2 separate regions of the Astyanax mexicanus genome follow, and region 1 is linked to region 2. Evidence: chromatin contacts called from public Hi-C data. All regions are on one chromosome and are shown on one strand. The core of a region is the stretch at or near the end of the contact, and the rest is flanking DNA. Distances in the headings are between cores, read along the strand shown.

Region 1 (2,700 bases), core at 119-2,618, 72 kb before region 2:
TCAAAAAAAACGCACCCCGCCACCCTTGACCCTTCATCTGCGACTGTATTTTCAAACAAGCCCAATTTGGCGGGAAAACTGCAAACATGACAACTCTGGCAGTGGCAGTGGTAATCGTTAGGTTGTATCTGCGACACTTCTCCCTCTCTTTGAGCTTCTCTCACCAGACTGCACTAGAATTTTATTAGGTTCCAAACAGCATTCAGGGATCACCCCCACCAGACCTGCTTTTAGATGTTCTGACCCAGTCTCCGGCCACCACAATTTCACAAGTCGCTCATAATCTTACTGTTCTTACTATGCTAAAATCCAGAAGTAACATAAATGACACAACAGTAATTTAATAACTTGTCTCACGTTAGAACTAGTGATCCTTTAGTGGTGGTTTAAAGATGGAGTTACACTTCCGGACAGGAGGTATGAATAGAGTCTTGTTTAGAGTCTTAATTTATTCCCTTAGTTTATTAAATCGTTCACTCTGTTTAATAAATCATTCCCTTTATTAAAGAAGCACCCCTCAGTTTAACTAATTGTTCCCTTTTTTTCTTTTAAATCTCTCCATAAATATATTCTCTCAATTAAATGTTTTCTTTGAGTTTAAAAATCTATTCTCTCAATTAAATAAATTGTTCCCCTTAGTTTAAAAATCTTTTCTCTAAATTAAAAAATTATCTTTGTTTAAAAATCTATTCTGTCAATTGAACACAATGTTTCTTTAGTTAAAAAAAATATTCTTTTAATACAATAAATTGTTCCGTTAGTTTAAAAATCTTTCATCTCTCATTTCAAAAGTTGTTATCTTTGTTTAAAAATCTATTCTCTCAATTAAAACAATGTTTCTTTGGTTTAAAAAAACTATTCTTTTAATTCAAGAAATTGTTCCCTTAGTTTAAAAATATATTCTTTTAATTAAAAAAAAGTTCTCTCAATTTAAATAAATTGTTCCTAAAATGTTATAATTGTTTGTAGTAAAAAGTTGTTCTCTCAATTTATAATTTTTTCTGTAGTTTTGAAAACCCTTCTCTCATTTTAATAAATCAACTTAATAAATCCTTCTCGTCATTGAAAATATATTTTCTCATTTTAATAAATTGTTATCTATTTTTACAAATCGTTTTCATCAATTTAATTAATTGTCCTCTTCTTTTAATTGTTACCTATTTTTTAATTCAATTCATTCAGTTTTATAATATGTCCCCATAAATTAAGCATCTAGCCCCCTCTAAACGAAGGGAACGCTTTATTAAGTAAAAGAATTTTAGGTTTTTAATGCTTTATTAAACATATTAGTAGTATGGTAGAGTAATGTACTGAGCGGGGGCCGGGCTGCTCGGTTTAAGACGCGCCCTTCCCCTCTCAGCATGGCGGCGCTGTCTCTCCGCCCCGGGGCTCCGCAGGAATGTGAAGGCGGGGGCCGCTGGTGGCAAACTTTGGGAATGATATAGTAGCAGGAGCTGTATGGGATCGGTACCGTCAGTCGGTGTGGACGGCGGCCTGCGCGTGGATTTTTCTGGTTTCTTGTTGTTTTGGATCAGTTTCCGGAGAGCAGGCGGAGAGCGGGGAGTGCGCGGGGTTTGAGCAGAGAGAAGCGCGGTTAGAGCCACAGCCATGTCGGAGGACCTGAGCTCCCAACCCTGGTCCATCTGCAAGGATGACTACGAGCTGCAGGAGGTGATCGGTAAGTGTCTGCTGCGGCTTCTGGGGACATTTACACCTCTGTTCTTTAGGGGTAAAGCCCGGCGGTGAGGGGGATTCTGTGGGTGGGTGTTTTAGCTCAGCCAAGGCGGTTCTGCCCCTGTCTGTCTCTCTGTCTGCCTGTGTCTGGCTGTGTTAGCCTAGCCTGCTGGCTAAGCTAAAAGCTAAGCTAGCGCTGGGGAGGTCTTGCAGCACTGCTGCCGCCCAGACAGTCAGATATGTTTAAACAGCTAGCTAGGCTATGTATATTTCAGGGCAGGGTCTGTGTGTATTATAATGTAAAGATATGTAGCTGTGAGATAATGTGTTATTAATATGTTCTGTCTTCTTTATAGCTTGTTTTGCGCTTCATTCCCTCCAAATTAGCCTAAAACTCTCTCTAAAAAGAGTTGTAGCCGCTGTTAGCTAGCTTTAGCTAACTAGCTTAGCAACCCGCAGACTACATAGCTAACTAGTGAGCCACTATCCTAAAATAAATCATGTTTAGGTTTATTTGACGTGTTTATGCCTGAATATCTTATAAATCAAGACTTGCACTTCCCGTATTCTGGTTCTCTAGACAGTGAGAGAGGGTGACAAACCTATAAACCTCACATTTTAACCACTTTTCAAGTGCTAGGCTGCGTTCACACACATACATCACTACTACTTTAGCTTTAGACTACACATGACGTTAGATAGATAACTACTGTAGTAACTCATGCACTTGTAATGCGTGTGTACTATTTTTGACACTATTTAACTTTAGCAAGGTTAGTGTGTTGGTGTGCGGTTTACGACACAGCACTTGTGCGTTCACTAGCAAGCTATATAACTAGTTTATCTAAGCTAGCTCTAGACTACTTCACATTTTAGTGTCTCATTGCTGTAGGTTATGTAGCTAACACACCCATTTTTACCTCAGGAAGGGTTTGGTAGATAATGAAATGAGGAGTTGGTTCAGGTGTGTCAGCTCAATGAAATGTTCAGGGTTGGTGTTAATAAAAGACTCCAGTTGAAACTACT
Region 2 (2,700 bases), core at 51-2,550:
AGATGGTCTCGCTGTGTTTGCAGAAGGATCCAGAGAAAAGGTGACTGAATGAGAAGCTTTTGTTTCCTCTCAGAGTGTGTATGTTGATATAAATTTAAATTAAAAGGCATTGCTCATGAAGTCGTTTAATAGAAAGTGCAACAGAGACTGTTTTACATAGTTTCATGATGATTTAATGTGGTAAGTTGAATAAGGTAGATTTGTATTTATATTTCTTTGTGAGGATGCACTCGACAGAAAGTATTTTGCTGTACTGATTACTATTTATTTATTTATTCCAAATGTTGTATGATACATGGCACATGCCCTGCGGTCCCATTGTAATTTTCAGCAAGTTTGGCTGAGTGTTCATCAGCATATATTGGAAAAAAAACAGATTCTGTGTTCCTTCTGTCTCAGACTTTATATTCTTGGACGTTCTCTGAAGGGATTCACTGAACTGGCAAAAGTTCCAGCATATAATGATGAGGATATCATTTAGGAAATTGGAAAAATGGATAAATATCACAAATGGCAAGAAATACGTACATGAATATCTTAAGGAATGAGGGTAAATCACTTATTATTATGTCGTGCTGCATTACCCTTTAAAACTATCAGAAGTTATGCAAAAAAATGTAAAAATGGTGTCATTATTAGAGCACAATTTAGATTTAGATTTGACAGTTTTTTTCTTTAAGATTTTGTTTAAGATTTATTTCAAAATTTCTTTTATTTTTCTCCCCAAATTAGCTAGGTTGATTGTCCCAACCATTTAGCTGCTACAACTGTCAGCTTTATATACCCCATCACTAGTGATTCCACAACACTAGGAGGGTGGTGACTAGTGTTTTTTTTATTTTATTTTATTTTATTTTTATTTTTTTTTAATTTCTGGTCAAAAATAACGTCTAAAATTGTCATTGTGCTTTTTTTTACGCTCAATTAATCCTCATAATAATCTGTAGTTTATTGTGTGCTAATAGGTTGGTAGTGGCCATGTTGTTTATTTGTGATATTTGCTTTTTTCCCCCCCCAGTGATTCTCATAAATAAATATAAATAGAGCTGTCTTCATGCTCTTCTTTCTTCTCTGCTTTTCTTTTCTTTCCAGGCCAACATCATTAGAGCTTTTAAAACACAAATTCTTCCAGAAAGCGAAGGTAAGAGACTTTGTTCTGTATTTTGTTGAGATGCTCTGTGTGTGTACATATGTGTTTACCCAAGTTTACGTGAATCTGAGCTGAGGTCAGTCCAGCATTCCTGTCATTACTGGGCAAGCGCTGGGCTTCTGAACAAAAGCAGGGATAAGCAGCCTCAGAGCCCCTTCCGGCCGCCTGACACGCTCCACGCCAGCACCCGGAGTGCCCTTTCAGCAGTTTGGGCGAGCCCAGTCTACTGTGTGTCAGAGCGCACTCCTGTGTTCAGCGGCTAGTACAGCTCCTTCTGATTATTAACCATTACTGCTGGAGGCCACCAGAGGGCCCATATGAGCTAAATTCAAAGAATCTCGCTGTGTTATGACATCTGACAAAATCTATTCAATAGTAAACACAAGAGTGGTATCCGTATTAATTAATTTAAAACAGCAGTAACCCAATAGCAGTGGTTAGAATCAGATAAAGCTGTGCTATAATGTGCTGTATTAGTTTTTATCTACACATCTAGACCTATTTTTTTTATGTTTGAGTCACAGTCAGTCAGACTGATATCTTATAACTATGAAGAACAAACTGTTATTTTATTTTCAGGCTGTGTTTTTGATAACATGTTTTGTTTGTTACTAATTCCTTACTGCTATTCCTGTTTCCTCTGGTAGAATAATGAATTTCTACAAGAGAAGCTCCTACAGAAAGCACCTACAATATCAGAAAGGTCGAAAAAGGTGAGACCAAGTTGTTGGCTTTGTTTTAATTTCTTTCTCTTCTAGCTAAGGGAAATAAAGAATAAAGAAAGGTATCTGTGATCAGTTGCGAAATTTGCTGTAGTGAAGTATAGATTTTATTACAGTACTGGGATTACAGTATTCTTTTGTATTTTCCTACCAGTCAACACAGCAGCCATTCAGACTTACAAGGTCTTGTTATCAGAGATTTATAGTAACAAAGTAGTAGAACTACTTCACAACTGTACTTAAGTACTAAAATGCTGTATCTGTATCTACTGAACTATTATTTTTTTTGATGAGTTTACTGTATTTGTCACACTATAAGGAGCACTTATAATCCTTTAATTTTCCATAAATAATTTCTCTTATAGTTCAGTGCGTCTTATGTATGAATTCTACCAGTCATGTTGTAAGGAACAATAAAGCCACTCTGCTGAAGTACAGCGTTATACAGGAGTTTTAGTGAAGTTTCTCCAGCACCAAGGCTGGAGCAGTATTACCATTAGCCGCTAATTGCAGTAAGCACATTGCAGTAAGATCTTTCGCCGCTCAGAGGTGAGTTTATTGGACTGTAGCCTTCGTTTTTACCGTGTTAATAAAAGCTACGTGGGATGAATTGTTAGATAATATCACCCTGGCTTACCTAAACGTTTTGTGCTAACTGCGGCTAGTGCTGCTGCTAATCACACAGTTGAAAATACTGTAAATCTAAACTTATTGTAAATAAACGGAAGTGCTTTACTCATCCAAATAAACTGTTTACAGGAGAGAAATCTGTGTAGATTACTCAGAGACACCCTTGTTCCTTACTATCGTTACTTAAAATACCCTTTT

What was found. A called contact is a pair of places that touch in the nucleus more often than the background predicts.
Region 1: a contact with region 2 is called in a Hi-C map of blood, with 2.8 times the contacts expected there. The contact joins the promoter of oxsr1b here to the enhancer-like site in region 2. A contact is called at or near these places in 2 of 3 Hi-C or Micro-C datasets (blood and muscle).

What each region holds. Positions count from the first base shown.
Region 1 is chr1:95,034,841-95,037,540 of AstMex3_surface, reverse strand. oxsr1b (oxidative stress responsive kinase 1b) reads left to right here and starts at 1,368. Exons shown (of 18, transcript XM_022683073.2): 1 at 1,368-1,678. The coding sequence starts at 1,609.
Region 2 is chr1:94,963,006-94,965,705 of AstMex3_surface, reverse strand. oxsr1b (oxidative stress responsive kinase 1b) reads left to right here. Exons shown (of 18, transcript XM_022683073.2): 8 at 1-40; 9 at 1,093-1,141; 10 at 1,798-1,863. Among protein-coding and RNA genes, the nearest start is that of slc22a13b, 20 kb to the right of the region's middle. Within about 2 kb of position 1,300, the one cell type or tissue checked has an H3K27ac peak away from gene starts, as active enhancers do.